7 separate regions of the Mus musculus genome follow, and all the other regions are linked to region 5. The links are chromatin contacts, called in public HiCAR-type, HiChIP or PLAC-seq and promoter capture Hi-C maps. All regions are on one chromosome and are shown on one strand. Each heading gives the region's core, a stretch centred on a gene start, on an enhancer-like site or on the middle of the called end of the contact. The rest is flanking DNA. Distances are from core to core; before and after follow the strand shown. Region 1 overlaps Klhl2 (kelch-like 2, Mayven). Region 2 holds the start of Cpe (carboxypeptidase E). Region 3 holds the start of Msmo1 (methylsterol monoxygenase 1). Region 4 overlaps Cpe (carboxypeptidase E). Region 5 holds the start of Tma16 (translation machinery associated 16). Region 6 overlaps Klhl2 (kelch-like 2, Mayven). Region 7 overlaps Klhl2 (kelch-like 2, Mayven).

Region 1 (2,962 bases), core at 118-2,617, 1.7 Mb before region 5:
CTTTTATGTTAGTGCTGGGAACAAAACCTGGGTCTTCTGCAAGAGCATCCAGAGCTTTTAACTGCTGAGCAATCTCTCCAGACCCTATTTAATCAGCTTTTAGTGTCACCCTTATCCCCAAAGCTTTTTTTTTTTTTTTTAGTTTTTCGAGACAGGGTTTCTCTGTGCATCCCTGGCTGTCCTGGAACTCACTTTGTAGACCAGGCTGGCCTCGAACTCAGAAATTCACCTGCCTCTGCCTCCTGAGTGCTGGGATTAAAGGCGTGCGTCCCCAAAGCTTTTAAACCAGATCTCTTTATATAGTCGACGCTGGCCTGAACGTGAGCTCTTCCGGCCTCAGCCTGTTGAGTGCTAGGACTTCAAGTGTGTCACAGGAAGGCTCAGTGTGTGACAATGACCCTTAACATGCATGAGAATCACCTTAGCAACAGGCAGGTACTGTCCCCAACAACCACAAATGTCACCACCAAAACAAGTTACATGTTTCCCTGTCTAAAAGTATCTCTCCGCATTCTTTATGGCTGGAATTAGAAGCCTGTCCTCGGCATTAATGAATGGAAATACAATGCAAGTAACGATTTTTCAGTAGTCACATTGAAAAGTTAAAAATAAACAAGATTAATTTCAATACAATATTCCATTTAAATCCCTGAGTCCCCAGGCTCAGAGGATAAAAGCATTTGCCATCAAAGCTGAAGACGTGAGTTCAAATACCCGAACATAGTGGTAGAAGAGAAGTGATTCCCACAGGCTTTCCTTAACTGTCACATGTGCCCACACATGTACACCGTGTGCGTGTCACACATAACACACATACACATACACACACACACAAATGAACAAATGAATAGGCAGAATATCTGATATGTTTAACATACAATCTGTATGTTTTAGATTAAAAACCTATTTTATTAGCAGAAGCACAGTGGTAGAACACGCCTGTCATCCAGTACTTGGACAGCAAAGGGAGGGTCAGGAGTTCAAGGTCATCCTCACCCAGGAATACACAGGACCTTCTCTCAAAGGAAAGAAAGAGAAATGAACGACGTCCCTGGAAAGCCACAGTAGACTTTTCTTAGAGAAAGCCTGAACTCACTCGCCGGGCTTGACCAGCCGCTGCTGGACGGAGGAGCTCTCTAGCACCTGCGCTTCGCTTCTGATGGCCTCGCTTCTCCTAAAAACCTCGCAGAAAAGCTTTTGATGTTCCCTGTGTTCGAGCAACAATGGGGGAGGGGAGGGGCCCCTATGGACAAAGAGAAATAAAAGGAAGACTAATGGGTGCGTGTGCATTAGAGTGACGTTACCTTCTGAGTTCGTTCATGACTTTAAAGGCTTTCTTCATGTGCCAGGGGTTCACCGTCAGTGGGCAATGTTTCTCAGGATTCTCGTCTTTTGAATCGAGGGGCTTCTGATGACCCTGCTTTGTGCATCTGTACACAGAGAAAAGAACAAAAAGGGAAGACAACGCTCTCATTAAAGGATAATTCAGTTCCGGCTTGTCAAGCTACAGACCAACCGAATGCCTGCCACCCTCCCCCGCTCATTTAGAAGGCGGCAGTCCTCCAAGCGAGAGTAAGATGCAACTCAACTCGGAGCACTTTCCTACAGACACTGTGGTTTCTACAAAAAAAAAAAAAAAAAAAAAAGTGGGTAATTATCTCCCTGGTGTCAAAGACCTGTCAAATATAAACGATGAAGATTCAGGGAAAATGGCTTAACAGAGCGAGCTCTCTAAATAATAAAGATGCTGCAAAAGATCTCTGCTGGAAATCAACTTGCTTTTATAATCAAAGTACAGTCATACCCATGCATACATGTTATACAGAGCGGGGAGGGGAGAGAGGGGGAGAGGGAGGGTGTTTGTTTGCAAACTACTTTAAGCAAACTTCAGATGCAGAACCTGATTTAAACATGCTCTCTTTGCAAAGATACTCAGCCCATGGATTTTGGGCCTACACTAGAAAGAGATTCATCATATTAACTGAAGTTCAGGACACACAGCGGCAGCTTCTGCAGATAATGGTACGCTCTCATTATTTATAATTGTCACAACAACTCTGTAAGCTAATTACCATAATTAGCCCATTTCACAGATGAAGAGACTGAGGTGGGAAGGAGGCAATGAGTGGCACATTGCGTATCAAGGCACAGCCGACCTGACTGCTCTCTACCACTTCCAGCGTCAAAGAGGTTAACCATGTTCAGATGGACCATTTTTCTTTTTTTTTTTTTTTTTAAAGAAAAGCTTTGTTTTCTTTTTATGGATATGAATATATATCTGTATGTTGGGGGGCAGTCCATGGAAGCAAGAAGAGGGCATTGCCTCTTCTCTAGAGTCACTGAGAGTTGTCAGCCACCAGGATAGGGACTGGGAACCCAACTCCAGTCCTCTGCCAGGGCAGCACACACTCTTAGCTGCTGAGCCAAGTCTCCAGCCCCTATACTTATGGTGTTTAAGAACACAAGACTTTAAGTATTGGATATGAACTGTTCCTTTGAGAGGTGGAGGCATAGAATTTGTCAGAATTAGGAATGTGATGTGAGAGCCAAGAACTGCTAACTATATGGACGCAAGGGGAATTTGCAAAGTGACACATGCATAACTCAGGACATTTACTACAAATCATTGGATTACATGTATTTTACAGAATATAAATTATACTTCAAAAAATGGGGTCCAAAAAAAAAAAAAAAAACGGGCTGGAGAGACAGCTTGGAGTTTAAGAGCACATGTTGTTCTTGCAGAGGGCGTGAGTTCAGGTCCCAGAACACACATACTGGTTCTTAAACAGCTGTAACTTCAGTTCCAGGGGATCTGACACCCTCTTCCGTCACCGTCCCTAGGCACCAGGCATGCATATGGTACACACATACACATAAAAAATAAATCAGCTTTTAAAAACCAAGGCACCACAGTAAGTCTCCTGAGATCCACACACATATGTGATACAAAGAACAGCAG
Region 2 (2,954 bases), core at 287-2,786, 1.8 Mb before region 5:
AAACCCAGGGAGGAAAAAAAGGGGAGGGGGCGGGGAGAGATGAAGGAAGGGAGACTTCTCCTGTCCTGCACTGAGAATTTTTAGCCTGGCTTTTGTGTTTTCCTCGAGAAATCAAAAGCATTCCATACTGATTCCGGCGCTTTAACCAGGCCTTCATTACCAACAGAAAGGCCAGGACCAAATTCTTTCTGAAGAGCATAAACATAACCCAAAAAAGATCCCAAAACATTGCTTAAAATATCTTTTTAATACTAAGCCTTTAATACAAATCAAAACGTGCTTGAACATACTCTGACGGAAAATGCCTAACAAGATGACTGCAGGAGATAAAACGTGATCAATCGTGAACTAGTCATCTCAGAGTGGTTAAAGCACGCGGGGAGGGGTGGGGGTGGGGGGGTACTGTTGTTTTCCCTTAGTAAGGCCATGCATGGTTTCAGAATCTGTATGCCTGTTAGAAACCATCTTTTTCTATCCTGGTAGGAAGATCTACATATATGCACACCACACGACATCTAGATCATCAATATCCTTTTTAAAATTCGCCAGCATCCCCAGAGAGTGCACCTAACGCTCACACAAACACAGAGGAAGGTAGGAAGAGCTGCAGCACCCAATAAGCTGGTCCTTTGGAAATTCTCAAATGATAAAAGCCTCTTTCCTGGCTCCTCTGAGACCTCCTTCCTGGCTCCTCTCCTTCTGCACCTTATTTTTCACTCGTGTCTGAGGGGAAGGTGTTTGCCTTCCTGAGAACTCACAATTTTATTCTGTTTAGAGTTTGACCCATCTGTGACGGTGAGCACCGGGGACTCAGCTCTGGGATTTGCTTGCCTGTTATTCCTGTCCCCGTGCCTCCAGCCCCCCTCTAGCCTATGTTCACAAAAAAAAAAAAAAAAAAAACAAAAAAACAAAAAAAAACGGGTCGGAGATGCGAACGATAGGGAGAGGCTGGTGCTCGTTTCCTTCCCACTTTCCACCTTCCATCCAGGCATCCTCCACCGGGAAGCAACTTGGGGCCCACCTCTCCTTCTTCCCGTCCCCGGAGCCCCTGCAGCGGGCAGAGCACTTACCCGGCTCATGGACCCCGGGGTTGTCAGACAGCTCGATGACCAGGAGCTCCCGGCCCTCGAAGCTGCGCCCCACTGTGTAGATTCTGCTGATGGCGGTGCACTGCAGCCATACGGACACCAGCGCCTCGCGCAGCTCTGGATAGCGGTGGTACTCGAAGGAGATGCCGTCCTCTTGCTGGAGCCGCCGGCGGCGCCTCATGCCAGCCGCTGGCGCCCCGGGCTCCTGGGCTTCAGCCGTCAGCAGCCACCCGCCGGCCACCAGCGCGGCACACAGCGCCAGCAGCACCCGTCCTCCGCGCCCGGCCATCGCGTCCCCGCGAGCTGCACTGCCGGCCTCTTTTGTCTGCCCGGGCCCGGGTGGAGTTGGCGAGCTCAGCACCAGCCTCCTCTCGCCTCACCTTCCACCGCTCAATGAACGGTGCGCTCTGGGGCCACCCAGAGGACAGCGGCGACGCGACGGCTCTGCGCGCTGCACTACCCGCCCCGGGGAGCGGGAGCCAGGAGGCTAGGCACAGGCGAAGCAGCCGCCAGGGATGTTGGGTTTATTTCTTGGTTCAGACCCACGTCAAAAGCCAAATGGCGCCAGGGACCACGCAGGTGGAATGACAGCTAAGACCTTGACTTAGGAAGGCTATTGTTAATGAGAGGGAACCACGACCCAAGATCATCCTTGTAGAAAACACATTCTTGGGTTGTTAACAGGGCCTTTTGATTTCCACCTAGATGCATCAGAATGCGGGGTGGGGGTAAGAAACAACCCGCTGCTTGCCTGGACATCACTGCAATAGTGGAAACTTAAGGGATGCGATTTCATCTACAGCAAGGTCTGGCTAGAAGCCAGAACACTGTGTTTTGATTTAAAGGTGCTTTCTACCAATTTACAGATCCTGCATTTAATTGTATTCAGACACACTCCAAAACCTTTCTAGGGGGAAAAAAAAAAAAGAAATGGGATAAGACGGTGTCCTTTACAAGCAGGACCTATACCACTCATCTTCTGTGATATCCTGGAAAAAAAAAAAAAGACTCTGCTCATGAATTAGACAAAGGATTTCGTTTGGCATTCTGATTCAATCCTGAAATAGAGAAAAATCCGATACAGACAAATGATATATATTGTCATCCCTTTCACAAAGTGACTGCAAACGGATAAAATCATGGGCTTAAATGAGCACCCTTGGGCAGGGCTTGTGTTTTTGGAGCAACATCTGCAGCAGATGTTACTCTACAAAGGTTGCCATTTGGGTGTAACATCAGCACGGATCTGAACACGTGATCATTGAGTATGACCACCAAAAAGAAAGACTGAATGAAGACCAGCTGGGGAATGTTTCATGAGGGACATTTTCCCTCGGATGCCTCTTTCTCTGCTGTCTAATAATACCCTGTCCTGAATAAATCTGTCACCTGGAAAGGAAAGGAATCCAGGTCTATAATAGTTTCATTAGGTTTGTTGTTGGTTTGTTGTTGTTGTTGTTGTTTTAACTGAAGTTTGAAACAGTGGAAGTGCCTTCTCCTACTGACTCCTTGGTCTCAGGAGCAGCTAGAGGACAAAGGGAGTCCAGCTGCTTAGAAAGTGATATTAGCAAGACAACAGGTCGTCATATGGCCTCTGTGGCTCTCAGAAGTCCCCCTGTCTCCGAAAGCTGACCTGTGACAGACATGGCCGCCCACACCTCACCCACCCCATTCCCACCCCTGAGAAATCCTAACCAACCAGAGTGCTATAACTAAGGCACAGAATGTTACCAGCACTGAGTGAAGAAGGCAGGCAAAAATTGTCTGTCACACATTCAGGAACAAACGTAGACCAAAAAGGGGAGCAACTGTAGGCATCCAGCTCATCTTGAGAATTTCACAAATAAAATAAGTATTACTGTCTCG
Region 3 (2,700 bases), core at 85-2,584, 1.8 Mb before region 5:
CACAAAGTGCCCCAGGTCTGTCTGTCTCTCTCTCTCTCTCCTCTCTCTCCTCTCTCTCTCTCTCTCTCTCTCTCTCTCTCTCTCTCTCTCTCTCTCTCTCTCTCTCTCTCTCTGCCTGTCTCTCTGTGTCTCAAGATCTGTGTCTTAAGTTGGGCTTAAAACTATGAAACTAAGGACGACCTTGAACTCCTGATACCCTGCTGAGATTACCAGTGTTCGCCCACACACTCAGCAACCATCAAGATTTGACATTTCTCCATTTGACATTTTTCCTAGTCTCATGGAATGCTGGTTGATACCCATCATCTGTAACTCTTATCCTGATTTAGATTCTGATTACCCAAAAGGCTGCTGGCCTGGATCAAACTTGAATGCATCCTACAGTGCCTCAGGTGCCCATCGCAAACACGCTTTAATGCCTAACTTGAGAAACTTCATCACCTCCAAAAGAGCTGTTCTAGTCTCTAACTCGGCATCCTCGACTAAGTCTCCCAACTTCCACACAATGCTGAGACAGCGTTCAGTTACCTCAAGTTCACGCTCCGTAATGAGGAGAGGAAAACAGGGCATGTAGTTTTAAACAAAGTGTCAGATAAAGTGATCAGACAGGAGAGGGGAAAGCAGGCTTTGCTGAAATGAATATCCTGCCTTTTCAGTTTTGAGCAGCCTGCTTGCCTGGAAATTCGATCTGAATCAGGTAGACTAGATCCTCGGATTTCAAAAAATAAAAAGGATGAAAAAAAAAATGTATTCGTAGGATAACTTAACTCCTGGCTGACGATCCCAGCCCCTCTTTCGGCACTGCAGCTTAGAGAAGCCTTAGGCACAGGGTCAGGATCCATTTAAACATAAGTTTAAACCTTCATGGTTCAAGCGCGGGTAATTCTCCTAATGTGAAGCCCAGACCTCTCGTCCATGCACCCCTCTCTCACATGGAGCCACATCCTACAATACCTCTGGGACAGCTTCCTAGATCCACAAACACAGAACACACCCTACTCCCCCACTTGGTGATGGTGTTTTTGTAAAAAGTTTTTAAGACTCAAGTCAATGAACCAGACTCCAGGTGATTGCAAACTCTTTAAAGGGCAGGAAGTGTTGTCATTCCAGTTGCATCACTTGAGAACCTAGGCTCCTTGCCTGGAGTCTCGCACAGCCCACCCAGGTTCTTCCCACCGCATCCTTACCGGCCTCAGCCGGACACCACCCTGCTGGTCCCCGTCTCAGTCGCCCTCCACCCGGATCAGGCTAGAGAGCGCCTTACCTGGCGTCCCCGCGACAGACAGCGGTCTAAGCGCAAGTCCTGGCAGGTGCAGCGGCCTCCTCACTACCTCTGCCGGCTCAGGGGCAGGGCCCGGAGGCCGGGCCCCGGCTCGCCTGTCGTAATTGGTCCGCCCCACTCCCGCCCTGCCTTCGCCGTGCAGTGATTGGTCCGTGCTAAGGCCCGGCAGCGTGTGACTCAAGTCAACGAAGCCCTAGCGGCGCCAGTCATTGGCTGCGCGGATGGAGTGAGAATAGTGAGACCCGCGCGGCCAGCCAGTCGTCCGCGCGGCAGCGCAGCTGGAGGCGGGGCGCCGCGCGAGCGCGTGACGGCGTGACGGGGCGGGGCAGCCGCGCGGACCCGGCGTCGCCTTGGCAACCAAGCGGTGGGTTCCTAGGCGCCCAGTGCTGTGGGTGCGCTGGGTTGTAGCATCTTGCTACTCACATTGGCTTGGCTTCATCCAGAACCCGGGGAAAAAAGTGGTATATATGTTTTAAAGACTGATTTGAGTTTTTGGTCTTGCTTTCCTGTAGTTTATTCTGGATTTCGATCTTTCTTTTTTTTTTGAAAATGACACTTATTTCTTATTATTTATACTAGTATGAATACTACATTTATTTTCACTTTAAACTGGTCCACATATCATATAGTTTAGTTATAATAGTTTGAATTCCATTATAAATAATTAATTTTTACATACTAAATTTATTCTTCAAATTTATTAATGTATCCTTTTTCTTACACTCACAGAGCCAGAGACACAGAAAGCTAGAGAGACAGAGAGATAGACAGATAGGTATGATGGGGCTTGAGGGAGTTATAGTTGGGGAATGAGGGGAAAATATGGTCAAGATAAACTGTATAGATGGATGACATTTTCAAATAATATAAAATAATAAAAACAAAATCAGTGATGTAAGTTGGATTTTTTTTAGGCTACCCTGGAGTTTTTAAAAAAATCACTTTCTAATATTTATTGTAATCAGATTAATAAAACTAGGAATTAAATTTTCATGTTAATAATATTTTTGAGACATAAATATGAAAATGATATTAAGGTAACCTGACAATTTATATGTAATGGACAATTTTGTGTATTAGATTTCGATCTTCCTTAAGACAGGTCTCGAGTTATAGTCTGGCCTTTGAGCTGGATACGTAACCTAAGGACGGCCTTGACCTCTAGTCCTCAGGCCTTGGATCATCCATCTTGCCCCCCACGTACTTTAATAAGTGAAGCTTTTTTCAAAGTTCTATTCTTTTTATCTCATTTAGTGTCTGTCTGTGAGTGTGTGTTCACAAGGGGAGTTTGTGCTTCCTTCTGCTTTGTGCTGCTGAGGGTTAACCTCATACGCTCAGGCTTGTGCTGACTGAGCCTGGCAACTATCTTTTAATAAATCTCTGCACATGGACCATAGGGTACTAGTGCAATATAGATC
Region 4 (2,973 bases), core at 171-2,670, 1.9 Mb before region 5:
AGAAATTGGGCCGTTACACGGTGCTAGCTCCAGAATATGAAAAGCTAATTCTTTTCAGGAGGCTGATGTGACATAGGAGATGGAGTCACGACAATTAAAGATAATATTTGTTGGATTGCATATAAATCCTCTGGGACGACAAGAAACTGAGAAGCAAATAAAATAGCAAATAAGAATTCCTAAGCTCTAGGAACACGGGGTGTGAGGACACAGCTGTGTGCATGAATGCTCTCAGGGATGAAGTAACAATGTGGGACTGTTGGCCACACCATGACCATGACCCTGCTTCAAGATTCTAAACCACACTATCTCCTGCACCTCATAGGCCTCCCCCCAGCTCTGATCCCACCTAAAGCCAGAGTGAACCTTTTGTTAAGAAATAGCTTTCCATTGTTATTATTGCTGTGCATATGCCCTTATGTGTATGATGTTCGAGGGACACAGGAGATGTGTGGGTGTCAGAGGACCACTCTATGGAGCCTTCACGTGGGTCCAGGGATTGAACTCGGGTCTTCAAGTTTGTGAAGCAGATGCTTTACCTGCTGGGACATCTTGCTGTACCCAAGTTATCTTTAAAAATCACAACTCTCTCAAGATCCTATCAATAACTACCCATTTTCTCCTAGTGCATATACCAAAATTCTCTACATGGCCTAGATTTGACCAACCCAAAAGTTTCAGAGCTGCAGCCTTTTCTCTTTCAATCATACTCCCTACAGCCAAAGGGCTACCGCCCAGAATGTTCAGATTAACACGAGAGCAAACTTTTTTTTTTATCTTCACATTCTTCTAATCGCAAATAACCATCAACACACCACCTAGTAACACAAGCTGCGAGGCCTTTGCACCTCAATTTGGAATTATATATTAATCACTGTGATGAGATCCCCTCCCCTCCCACACGAAGCCTGCAAGTTCTATTAGAGGTGAAATGGCAGCCATACTGTGCAGGGAACCTGTAATGTGAAAAGACCCTAATAAATAGTAATCCAGGGAAACCTTGAGTGAGTCCTAAACATCCAAATCCCATCCCACAGTGAAAGGGAGTAAGTGAAATCCTCAGGGGAACTCGAGGTTCCTAAAGGAACTCTGCACCCCATGGAGAATATTTAGAAGCCTCCGTAGCTTGCTGTCCTAGTGGAAAGTCCTCTTCAGGAGCGGGGGCAGCAGGGTTGCGAACAGCTGATTTCCCAAGAAGGAGATTAATCTCCATGGCCACCACAGTCTTGCCAGGCAAGAGTTCTCTAATTGTTACTTTGTTTGTAGAGGCTCGGCAACAGATTCTGAAGAAACTGCTTTCAGAACCCTTAATCCCAAAACAGAGACTCCGTTGAAGACTTTCAGTGGGAATGAATGGTCCTCCCACTGCCAGCCTGGCTTCAATTTATCTGGGAGCTGAGGGGAGCTGAGGGACAGGTGGTGGCATTTGTCTTCCTGTTTATGGTGTATTCAGGGAAAGAACGAGGCCCAGGTTCTCAAGGGCTGAAGCTGCCAGGTGCGGCTCGCCTCGTGGATGTAACTGATGATGCACATGCACATGCGCTCCCTTGTCCCTCTCCTAGCAACTGGAAAGCCAAGAGCATCACAAAGCACAATTTCCTCGCTCACTATCGAATTCATTTCATCGTTGGGTAACAAATGCCAAGTTCCAGGGTTGGCAATTGAAGATTAGCACGGGAGCAGGTAGATTGCACACGGGTGCTCAGAAAGCTTGGCTTCCGTACCCCATCAATTACCACACAGTTCCTTTTTTAAAATGTATTTACATTTCAAGTGTTATCTAACCCCTTTCCCGGTTTCCCCCCTCCTGGAAACCCCCTATCCTATCTCCCTTCCCGTGCTTCTATGACGGTGTTCCTCCATCCACAAACCACTGCTGCCTTCCCAACTCGATTCCCCTACACTGGTGCATCTATGGAGCCTTCATAGGACCAAGGACCTCTCCTCCCATTGATGCATGACAAGACCATCCTCTGCTATATATATACCTGGAGCCATGCGTACTCCTGGGTTGGTGGCTTAGTCCCTGGGAGCTCTGGGGGTGGGAGGGTCCTGGTTAGTTGATATTATTGTTCTTCCTATGGGGTTGGAAACCCCTTCAGCTTCTACAGTCCTTTCTCTAACTCTTCCATTGGGGACCCCGCGCTCAGTCCAATGGTTGGCTGAGAGAACCTGCCTCTGTATATGTCAGGCTCTGGCAGAGCTCTCAGGAGACAGCTATATCAGGCTCCTATCAGCAAGCACTTCTTGGCATCCACAGTAGTGTCAGAGTTTGGTGACAGTATCTGGTATGAATCCCCAGGTGGGACAATGTCTGGATGGCCTTTTCTTCAGTCTCTGCTCTGCACTTTCTCTCCATATTTGCTCCCATGAGTAATTTGTTCCCCTTTCTAAGAAGGACCAAAGCACCCACACTTTGGTCTTCCTTCTTCTTAAGCTTCGTGTACCTCACAGTTCTTATTAAGCTATCAGTATTGAAGTTTTTTCACAAGGCAATAGTCCTCCATTGAGATGTTATTAAAAGGCAGTCATCATACATAGAGAATCCTATTTAATACGGTTCTCTATTAATTATCTAAAAAATATCAAGTTTCTTTTGTCGTATGTAGCATGGAATAACTAATCTACCTGATAAGATTGGCACTGTCATTAACACAAGTAACACAAGTGTACTTTTGTGTGTCAACTTGACACAAGCTAGAGCCATCAAAGGAAGGAGACTCAGTTGAGCAAATGTCCCCAAGAGATCTAGCTGTAAGGCATTTTCTCAAGTAATGATCAAGTGGGGAGGACTAAGACCATTGTTGGTGGTGTCATCCCTGGGCTAGTGGTTCTGGGTTCTATAAGAAAGCAGTCTTCGCAAACCATGAACGAGCAAGCCAGTTAGCAGCATCCCTCCATGACCTCACACCAGCTCCTGCCTTCGGGTTCCAGCTCTGCTCGAGTTCCTGTCCTGACTTCCTCTAGGGATGG
Region 5 (2,753 bases), core at 2-2,501:
AGAGATCAGCTTGGTTCTAAGCTTTAGCACAGAAAGCCATCTCTTCCAACTTTCTTCTCCAGCATTTCCTTCACACAGCTCCTTCTCCCCATTCTTACTGAAGATCACTATTCCAGAATAAACCACACTGCAACTTGAGACTACACTTGTTATCTCTGTCTGTAATTCTTTCCTTCCCTTTTCCTTTGCTAAGACAAAGCTCGAAATAATCTCAAAAAAACTCTCCAAATAATTAAAATGTTCATCAATTCCTCATTCACACAATTCTCTTAGACATTGGTCATTTTTTCATTAATCTGATGAGAGAAGGCACGTCTAAGTCTGAAACCCATCTGAGGTTGGCTATGAATAAAAAAATAATAATCTTAAAGCCGTAAGAACACACACATGGAGGATAGTGGGGCAAATGAGAAACGAGATTAAACATCAAACATACACATGGCGAAAACAGATTCTCACAAATTGTTCTCCGATATCCACACGTACATAAAATCAGTTATAAACATAAATTCGGCCAGGCGGTGGTGGCGCACCCCTTTATTCCCAGCACTTGGGAGGCAGAGGCAGGCGGATTTCTGACTTTGAGGCCAGCCTGGTCTACAAAGTGAGTTCCAGGACAGCCAGGGCTATACAGAGAAACCCTGTCTCGAAAGAAAAAAAAAAAAAACATAAATTCGGATACTGTGAATGAGCTCTTTATATCGCTATACATAAACCGTTTATAACACTCTTAACTACTGTCTTAAAATGCAAACAAAACAGCATTGTTGCCCGGTAGGAATGGGAGTTGTAGAGGCAGGACTAAAGTCAGAACAGAAGGGCTGCGGGCCGATGCACCTCGTGGGTGGCTGTGACCCTGGGCAGGGGAGACCTGCACTTGCCCCAGGGCAGAGGTGGGTGGATCCACAAAGCGGTATTAGTTAAGGCCCTCAGGAAAATGAGAAACCGGGAGACGTGGACAACGCCACCCAGAGCGAGTTGAGAACGCGCTGGAGCACTCCGATCCTGGGGCAGCACCGGGGGCCCACCACCGCCCCACGCAGCCACTCCGAGTCCCGGCTTCTCCCGGGTCCGAGCTTGTACTCCCCGGCCGCCCGACCAGAGCCTCCCGGAGAACCTAAGGGGCCGCTCACCATGGCGATGTCTTGGCCACCGAGGCCGGGCGATGTCCCGATGCGACAATTTCACAGAGGGCAGCGCAGCCGCTCTCAAGTCCGCTTCTTCCCTAACACACGTGGGCCCCGGGGGAAACAAATAGGGGCGGACAGGAAGGGGAGGAGCTGGTGCTTTCTCTAAAGCGTCCCTAGAAACTGAGACGTAATGTTTTTCCGCCCGCCTTGTTTTACAGCCCGGGAGCCACACAAAGGCGGGGAGAGTAGAGAGAGAGAGAGAGTCGAGCTCAGAGAACAGAAGTCTGTCTGTCTTCTGTTTCTGACTGAAAGGCCGGCCTTGAGTATCGGCCAGAAGGCAGCTCTCCATGGGCGAGCAACTTGTTAGGAGATAGCATTACCTCACCTAGAGGTGCCCATCTCCCAGAATGGTGTAAATTCAGCCTTCACTTTTCCTTTGATTTTCTCTACCATTTTCTTTCTATATCTAAAGCCTGTCTCTCCGGCCTTGTTATTCCGTTTTTGAACAGCATGGTAAAATTTGATAGAAAGTCTTACGTAGTAATTATTAATCAAATGCCTAGTACATGCTACGCATTGAAGGTACTTTGACAGTTTCCCTACTTTCTTTTTTGTATAATTTCTATCTGTAGTGGGACATAAAGAAGTTAGTATTTCAAATACTATTATAATATAAATTATTACCATAGACTAAGTGGATTTAACATACACAAAAAAGGGGAGGAGATGAAGGATCAGGAGGAGAAGGGATGGGAGAAGAGGAGATGTATGGGGGAGTGTTAGGAGAGGGATATGGGAGAAAGGGGGGGCGAGGAAGAGGATGACAATGAATGGATTCCTTGGACCCTATCAGACAACTCTGAAATAAAACTAGAATCCAACAGCAAGAGAAACTACAGGACTTAAAACAAATACTTGGACACGTAATGGTACAATTTTAAATGTACAGTGGGTCACTGAAGAAATCAAGGAGAAAATTCTTAGAAACAAATGAAAATCATAGGCACTCTACGAGCTAGCTAAAGCATCCTAACAGGAAAGTGAGTATTTACAATAAAGCAAAATGAGAGTTTCCAAGTGAAGTAATAATTCATCTTAAGGTTCTAGAAATAAGAAGTCACTCCCAAACCCAATCACTGGATAAATAAATAAATTCATCAATCGATCACTATTAAAGCGGGACCTAATGAAATAGAGACCAAAAAAACCCTCAATACATAGGAATAGCTAAAGCAATCGTTTTTGTTAAAGGACAACTGTTAGTATTTTGTCTAAGCTCCACAACACAGTTATCTGGCAACAGCCAGGTAGGTTCTGCCCCCCCAGTTACCTGGCGTGGTCCCTCAGGGGGAAGGGCTGTGGGCCCACGGAGGCATCCCCTTCCCCATGCCTGACTACACCTCCACAGAATATATCCCCCCTTTATCTTTTTATAAACACATCAATAACAAGACTGATTAAACCCCTAGCCAAACTAGCAAAAGAAATCCCAAATTAATAAAAGTAAAGGTGAAAGCAGGAATTGTAACAACAGACTCCAGTGAAATTCAGATAATCTATAGAATACTTGGAAAATTTTATTTCAAAATGCTGATAAACATCAAAGTATTTGATGTATTTCTA
Region 6 (2,904 bases), core at 397-2,896, 1.7 Mb before region 5:
GGATCACACAATGGCCTTAGAAGCACAGAATGTCAGGAGAAGACCTAGTGGGGTCTGGCCTGCGATGACTTCCTGTACACAGCCCAGGAAGCAAGTCGTCGGATGAAGCAAACAATTAGTGCACTGCACTTCATTAACATTAGATCTTTGTGTTATGAAATAAAAAGATGTCATAATTTTCAAGAGAAAACTCTATAAAACATTTAACTTACAAAAGACTGTTATGTAAAACATGGAACTCTTAAATCTCAACAAGAAAAATAGTCCCATTTTTTCAAATGGGCGAGAGATCTGAATAAACACTTCCTCAACGATTACATAAAGGTGGAAAACAAGCACATCAAAAGACACCTGTCATCTTGTCCCATCACCAACGACACCATCCTACAGATCCACACATCTGTTAGAACAACACGAAATTCAGGCCACAGAGGCTACACAGACCTGGTCTCCAAACAAAAACCTGAAAACACTGAGAAAATGAGAGACGGGTGACAGGAGCTCTTGTCACTCTGCCTCCAGAAAGGGAAAAGAAAAACAAAAAACAAACCCGTGGGACATCAGGTAGAAGCAGCCGTGGCCACGCAAGTCTGAGGTCAGACGCTGGTCTCCAGAACCCACATCTGTGACAGCAGGAAACCCAAGGCACCATGGGAGGTGGACACAGGAGAATCACCCAAAGGCTCCCAGGCCAGCTAGCTGGAGAGAACTGACACCCTATATGTCCATGGCAGAGCGAGCCCCCATAGTACTGTAATAAAAGCCCACACACAGTGATTGACAGCCGCCGAATAAACCTCCCCTGTGTACATGAACCACATTTTCAATATTTCTAAGTTTTTCAATATTTCTAAGCTGATGGGTATCCAGGCTGATTCCATTCCTGGCTATTCTGAAAAGAGCAGCGTTGAACACAGACGAGCAGCACCTCTGGTAAGGCATGGAGTCCTCTGAGAACATGCCCAGGAGTGGTACAGCGGGTCACACGGAAGGGCTATTCTTGAGAAGCCTTTATACTGATCTGCACAGTGGCTGCTAGTATATACACCCACTAACAATGAACAAGGGTTGCTTTTCCCCATACCTTTATATTTAGCCCTAAAAATAAGTGCATTCTATTAAGTGCAATCACCCAGGATCTCTCTCTCTCTCTCTCTCTCTCTCTCTCACACACACACACACACACAATATTAATAGGAGTAAACACCAAGAAAAAACTGCAAGGAGCCAGGAGATAGTGGAAAGAGGCAGAAAGAGTAATTAAATACATGAGCTATGAAATTGAAAGGGATGGGTGTGGTGGAAAGATGCAGCAGAGTTGGGAAAGAAATGGGCAAAGGCACTGGCAGTGGGAGGAGTCAGGCAAAGCTAGAACTATGAAATTGACAACGAAATGGGTTACTTTGTACACTAATTAAAATTTTTAAACTAAAAAAACAAAGATTTACAGTAGTTATAAAAAGTGTATCATACAAAATGGAATCATTTCTATCATAGTTAACCAAAATAAAACCAAGGTGGCTCAGGGAAAAAACCAATCAAGCGACAACGTCTTCTTCAAACCAAGCCCAACGCAGAACTACAGGACCTGAACTGAACCTACAAGATCCTAACTCTTACCTACAAACCGTGGCAGCCGGCCAGTTAGAACAGACAGTCAGAAGAGGACAGACCTTGCAAGATGCTGCCCTCCTGCCAAACCACTTACGTAACGTTCCGATTTCCTAGTAAAGCCACCCTGGGAGTTGGGGGTGGGGGGCGGGAGCACAACTGATACAGTGCTTAGGCATGGGTTCAATCCCCAGGTGTGGTGTTGGCTGTGGTCCTCAGTGCTAGAGAAATGGAGACAAGAAGATATGCAGGACTCCTGAAGAATAACAGCCATATCCCCGGCCCACTTTCCACTTTTTATTTTCACACAGCCTCTCACTAAGTTGCCCAGAACAGCCTTGAATTCACTTTGTAGCCCAGGCTGGACCTGAGTTTGCATTTCCCACGTAGCTGCGATCACAGGCATGCATCACCAGGCCTGGCTCAGTCAAAAGACTGTTACTCAGCTAGAGAAACATAAGACATAAACGACTCTTAAGTATGTATTACTAAACAAAGGAAGGCAATCTGAACAGCTATAAAACTGTACACTTACAAGAAGATCTTCTAGAAATGGCAAAACTAGAGAGAGAGTAAGAGATCAGTAGTGCCCATGTCTGATACGGGAACAGTGGGGGTTGAATGGGGGATTTTCAGAACAGGGCAACTATTCTGTAATGGTGGGTAGGTATGTGTCTTAGTGTTTAGAGGATGGTTGTATGGAACACTCACCCAGTGGGGACTGGGGTTAAAGAACAGACTATGATCCTTTCTACATCTAAAACCACCATCCTCTAGTTCTCTGATCTCACCAGACATTTATGCAATAGATAGATAGATAGAGCTGAAGGCTTTTCTTTTTAAAAAAAATTATCCATTTACTTGTGTGTGTATGGGGGGGGGGCGTGTGTATGTATCATATGTGTATATATAATATGTATGTGTGTGGGGGTGTATGGCTGTGTGTACATGTGGTGTGTGAGTGTGTGTGTGTACACACACATGTGTGCAGCTGGGGGGCTACTTTAACTTGCATGAGTTGCTTCTATCCTTTCCTGTGTGGGTACAAGGGATGAGACTGGGGTCAGCATCCTTGCCTGCTAAGCCATCTTACCAAACATTAGTTTTTCCTTAGCCAGGTCTAAGGCTTGTGCCTACAATCCAAGCACTTGAAAGACTGAGGCAGGACAATCTCTGTGGGTTGCAGGCCAGCCTGAGCTACAGTCTCAGGGTGCCTAAAGAAAGGGGGAAATAAAACAAAAACCACAAAGCAGCAGCAACAAATATGGTTTCTTGAATATTAAGAAAGACAGA
Region 7 (2,915 bases), core at 74-2,573, 1.7 Mb before region 5:
CACACAATGCAGACAACAACTACACAATGCAGACAACAACTACCTTGCTTGCAGCATTGCTGAAAACATATTCACCACTTTACACAGAGCCTGGCCCTCGATCACTAGCACTGCCTCTAATCCAAGGTTTTTCTGTTTCCTGGCACAGGGAATTCAATCTCACGACAAAGAAGCACTAGGATCCGCTCTCTTCATTCACAGGATGAGGTTGTTTCATGTCAGTTAGACTTCCTTTCCTGGCCAAATATTCTTAAAACGAAACCCATCATTACCCATAAGCCCCCTCCCACCACAACCTCTAACCAGGCTCCTTCTCCTGTCCCACCTTCTCACTCTGCAGGGTTCTGCCAGGCAGGAGTCCTGCCCAGGGTCATAGCCGGGGACTGGGGGATGCTTCAGTCCAGGCTTCTTCCATTTCATGGGGTGAGGGTGACTTGGTGGCTTAACTTCCATTCACTCTCAAGAACTCTGAGCATTTATTCACTTAATAATGACTTATTATTCATTTAACAAATTCGTAATGGATACCCACCTCCTCTGTACTAACTTGTAATCTAGATTCTAGAGATACAGAAATGAAACGAAGAGACAAAACCGCCAGCCACCCTGGAGTTCCAATGCTAACAGGGATTGTGTTAATATATTTTATTGTCTTCCATCGATCTAGTGGGGACACGCACAGCTCTCCATTCACCCCAGTACTACTGCCTTCCAAGAGGTCTTCAAACCCCATGGACAGATTGAGGCTGTGAGTGAGGAGGTGTAGATATTAACACCAGATTGTCACACTGTTGCTAAAAGCTTCAGGAACGTGAGCTGAGAAGAATACAGAATGGACACCAGGCCACAGTTTACCCAGAGCACTTTGGCCTTGAATCTAGAATCATTCCACAGCAGCTATGTGGTCCTGGAAAACCTGAGTCCTCCTGTGCCACAATTTTCTCATTTGTAAAACATTCCGCTGTCCAGAACGTTGTAAAAACTCACTCAATGCTCTTGATCAAGCGGCTGAGATATGGAATCCAGGCAGCCTCTTGCTGTAAAACAAGTCTCTTATCCTATTATCCCTTTGGAAATTGCTGTACTTTTGTCTCATTGACATTAGCGCTGCCTCCATACATTCTCACTACAAAGGAGAAAATGTAAACATTGATAATCCTAGCTCTCGGGAGCTGAAACAGGAGGTTCACATGTTTGAGATTGGCCTGAGTAACAACAGTCCAAGGTCTTACCTGGAAACAAATATTGAAAAAGCCTCTAAAGCTCCATGTGCCTTGCTTTGGTTTGTTTGTTTATATTGCTTTTGTTTTTGAGACAGGGTCATGCTGTCTGCCAACACTGAGCCTCTGCCTCTGGCCTCTGCTTCCAGCACACTAGGAACACAGCTGTGTGCCCCCACAATCAAATCTGCCTTCTATGTCTGCATTAGATCCTTCAAAAGTCTTTCTTTCTGTATATTTAGAATCTCTCAAATGACTGAAAAGTAGACTACCACTAAGTTCCTGTCCACCTTTCCAAGAGTATAATTTACGGCTTTAAATGTAGCTGTTCGTAAAGGCTTGGAGTTTGATCCCCAGCACCACATAAAACTGGGTGACGTGGTGCACATCACTTAGGGAGAAGGAGCAGGAGAGTGAGAGGTTAAAGGTTACCTTAAACTACATGGCGAGTTCAAAGCCAGCCTGCCACCAATACACCAACAACATGAGACCGGTTCAATGAGACTGACAAGCTGAAAAACTAATTCAGTGTCTAAGATGGGAAGTAGAAAGCAGTATGTACCCTCAGGAGACCTCAAAAGTTGCCTTTAAAACATTAAAATCTTAAAAAGGCATGTCAAGTTGCTCTAAGGGCACTGGTAAGATGTGTCTGCAGATGAAGAACTAAGGATACCCTTAGCTCTCAAAGGTGGAGCGCCAGCACCTTTAGAACTGTGGATAACAACTGCCAAATTAAATGCCAAATATAATTGTCAGAATAATTTATCTCCATGGCCTCGCTCTGTGGCAATCATTCTCTACACTGGGGGAAGTAATTCAGAGAGTTCCTTGGGGGCACTGATTGCTTTATTACATTTGCCCTTTTCCCTTCCTGATCTTCCTTCTCTTCCCCTTCTCCTTGACCTTTCTCCTACACCTGCATTCTCTTCCTTCTCCCTTTCCCCCTCCCCCTCTTCCTCCCTCTCCTCTTCCTCTCCCTCCCCATCTTCCTCCTCCTCCTTTTTCTTTCTTTTTGGAACACCTGAGTTCCACATGTAGTGCTGGATTGCCTAGAACTCAGTGTGTACAAAGCCAGGAGGCTTCTCCTCAGGGATCTGCCTAGCCACGCCCTCTGGGTGCTGGTGCAAACCTGCACCACCATGCCTGGCTGCATCTCCTTTCTAAATCACACACAGTTTTTTCTAACAGGAATCTTGTAAGTTTTGGCGAGAGCTAATCTTTTTTGTTGTTTTATATCCTTAGAAACAATTCTGACTCAAAACAGGTACACAGATACACACACACATACAATATAATCCTAACCCTTGAAGAACTGTTTTCAGGGCTGGTAAAGTTCTTGCCTGGTAAACATCAGGGCTGAGTTCATCCCCCAGAACTCACATCAAAATGCCAAAGCCAGGAATGGCGGTGCACGCTTTTTCTTTTTCTTTTTTTTTTTTTTTTTTTGGTTGTTGTTGTTGGTTTTTCGAGACAGGGTTTCTCTGTGTAGCCCTGGCTGTCCTGGAACTCACTCTGCAGACCAGGTTGGTCTCCAACTCAGAAATCCGCCTGCCTCTGCCTCCCAAGTGCCGGGATTAAAGGCATGTGCCACCACTGCCTGGCACGCTTTTAAGGCCTGCACTCAGGAGGCAGAGACAGGTGGATCTCTGGTCAGCCTGATCTACATAGTAAGTTCCAGGACAGTCAGGACTACAT

The links. Promoter capture Hi-C pulls out the DNA fragments that hold promoters and counts their contacts. HiCAR-type assays count read pairs that join an accessible place to other places. HiChIP or PLAC-seq counts read pairs in DNA pulled down with a chosen protein or histone mark.
Region 1: a contact with region 5 is called in an H3K27ac HiChIP or PLAC-seq map of embryonic stem cells, with 16 times the contacts expected there. The contact joins the enhancer-like site here to the promoter of Tma16 in region 5. A contact is called at or near these places in 7 of 39 promoter capture datasets (the HPC-7 cell line, embryonic stem cells, hippocampal neurons and 2 more), 1 of 484 Hi-C or Micro-C datasets (cortical glia), 8 of 115 datasets of contacts at active chromatin or transcription factors (the NIH/3T3 cell line, astrocytes, bone marrow-derived dendritic cells and 5 more) and 1 of 9 other capture datasets (pancreatic islet).
Region 2: a HiCAR-type map of astrocytes shows a contact between it and region 5, with 5 times the contacts expected there. The contact joins the promoter of Cpe here to the promoter of Tma16 in region 5. A contact is called at or near these places in 6 of 39 promoter capture datasets (the 3T3-L1 cell line, embryonic stem cells, liver and 2 more) and 1 of 115 datasets of contacts at active chromatin or transcription factors (astrocytes).
Region 3: a promoter capture Hi-C map of pre-B cells shows a contact between it and region 5. The contact joins the promoter of Msmo1 here to the promoter of Tma16 in region 5. A contact is called at or near these places in 12 of 39 promoter capture datasets (the 3T3-L1 cell line, 3T3-L1-derived adipocytes, the C10 cell line and 6 more), 4 of 484 Hi-C or Micro-C datasets (the Ba/F3 cell line, bone marrow-derived macrophages, embryonic stem cells and 1 more), 11 of 115 datasets of contacts at active chromatin or transcription factors (astrocytes, bone marrow-derived dendritic cells, embryonic hindbrain and 6 more) and 4 of 9 other capture datasets (bone marrow-derived macrophages, embryonic stem cells, liver and 1 more).
Region 4: a promoter capture Hi-C map of hippocampal neurons shows a contact between it and region 5, with 3 times the contacts expected there. The contact joins the enhancer-like site here to the promoter of Tma16 in region 5. A contact is called at or near these places in 4 of 39 promoter capture datasets (hippocampal neurons, liver, pre-B cells and 1 more), 1 of 15 datasets of contacts at CTCF or cohesin (large pre-B cells), 2 of 484 Hi-C or Micro-C datasets (B cells and pre-B cells) and 3 of 115 datasets of contacts at active chromatin or transcription factors (astrocytes, embryonic stem cells and forebrain).
Region 6: a promoter capture Hi-C map of 3T3-L1-derived adipocytes shows a contact between it and region 5, with 7 times the contacts expected there. The contact joins the enhancer-like site here to the promoter of Tma16 in region 5. A contact is called at or near these places in 5 of 39 promoter capture datasets (3T3-L1-derived adipocytes, embryonic stem cells, hippocampal neurons and 2 more) and 3 of 115 datasets of contacts at active chromatin or transcription factors (astrocytes, bone marrow-derived dendritic cells and large pre-B cells).
Region 7: a contact with region 5 is called in a promoter capture Hi-C map of liver, with 3 times the contacts expected there. The contact joins the enhancer-like site here to the promoter of Tma16 in region 5. A contact is called at or near these places in 8 of 39 promoter capture datasets (the 3T3-L1 cell line, the C10 cell line, the HPC-7 cell line and 5 more) and 3 of 115 datasets of contacts at active chromatin or transcription factors (bone marrow-derived dendritic cells, embryonic stem cells and large pre-B cells).

Annotation. Positions count from the first base shown.
Region 1 is chr8:64,833,139-64,836,100 of GRCm38.p6, forward strand. It overlaps Klhl2 (kelch-like 2, Mayven), which reads right to left. Exons shown (of 15, transcript NM_178633.3): 2 at 1,305-1,430. Among named protein-coding and RNA genes, the nearest start is that of Klhl2, 15 kb to the right of the region's middle. Within about 2 kb of position 1,368, at least 25 of the 459 cell types and tissues checked have an H3K27ac peak or open chromatin away from gene starts, as enhancers often do. A contact at or near this core is called in the HPC-7 cell line and embryonic stem cells, where this site is marked.
Region 2 is chr8:64,691,573-64,694,526 of GRCm38.p6, forward strand. It overlaps Cpe (carboxypeptidase E), which reads right to left and starts at 1,537. Exons shown (of 9, transcript NM_013494.4): 1 at 1,071-1,537. The coding sequence starts at 1,377.
Region 3 is chr8:64,732,244-64,734,943 of GRCm38.p6, forward strand. Msmo1 (methylsterol monoxygenase 1) reads right to left here and starts at 1,335. Exons shown (of 6, transcript NM_025436.3): 1 at 1,265-1,335.
Region 4 is chr8:64,623,486-64,626,458 of GRCm38.p6, forward strand. The region is part of intron 1 of Cpe (carboxypeptidase E); the gene reads right to left. Among named protein-coding and RNA genes, the nearest start is that of Cpe, 68 kb to the right of the region's middle. Within about 2 kb of position 1,421, at least 31 of the 459 cell types and tissues checked have an H3K27ac peak or open chromatin away from gene starts, as enhancers often do. A contact at or near this core is called in hippocampal neurons, where this site is marked.
Region 5 is chr8:66,485,279-66,488,031 of GRCm38.p6, forward strand. Tma16 (translation machinery associated 16) reads right to left here and starts at 1,252. Exons shown (of 7, transcript NM_025465.3): 1 at 1,134-1,252. The coding sequence starts at 1,136.
Region 6 is chr8:64,765,590-64,768,493 of GRCm38.p6, forward strand. All of the region lies in intron 5 of Klhl2 (kelch-like 2, Mayven), which reads right to left. Among named protein-coding and RNA genes, the nearest start is that of Gm46040, 8.5 kb to the right of the region's middle. Within about 2 kb of position 1,647, at least 26 of the 459 cell types and tissues checked have an H3K27ac peak or open chromatin away from gene starts, as enhancers often do. A contact at or near this core is called in 3T3-L1-derived adipocytes, where this site is marked.
Region 7 is chr8:64,789,393-64,792,307 of GRCm38.p6, forward strand. All of the region lies in intron 4 of Klhl2 (kelch-like 2, Mayven), which reads right to left. All of the region lies in intron 3 of Gm46040 (a long non-coding RNA gene), which reads left to right. Among named protein-coding and RNA genes, the nearest start is that of Gm46040, 15 kb to the left of the region's middle. Within about 2 kb of position 1,324, at least 16 of the 459 cell types and tissues checked have an H3K27ac peak or open chromatin away from gene starts, as enhancers often do. A contact at or near this core is called in liver, where this site is marked.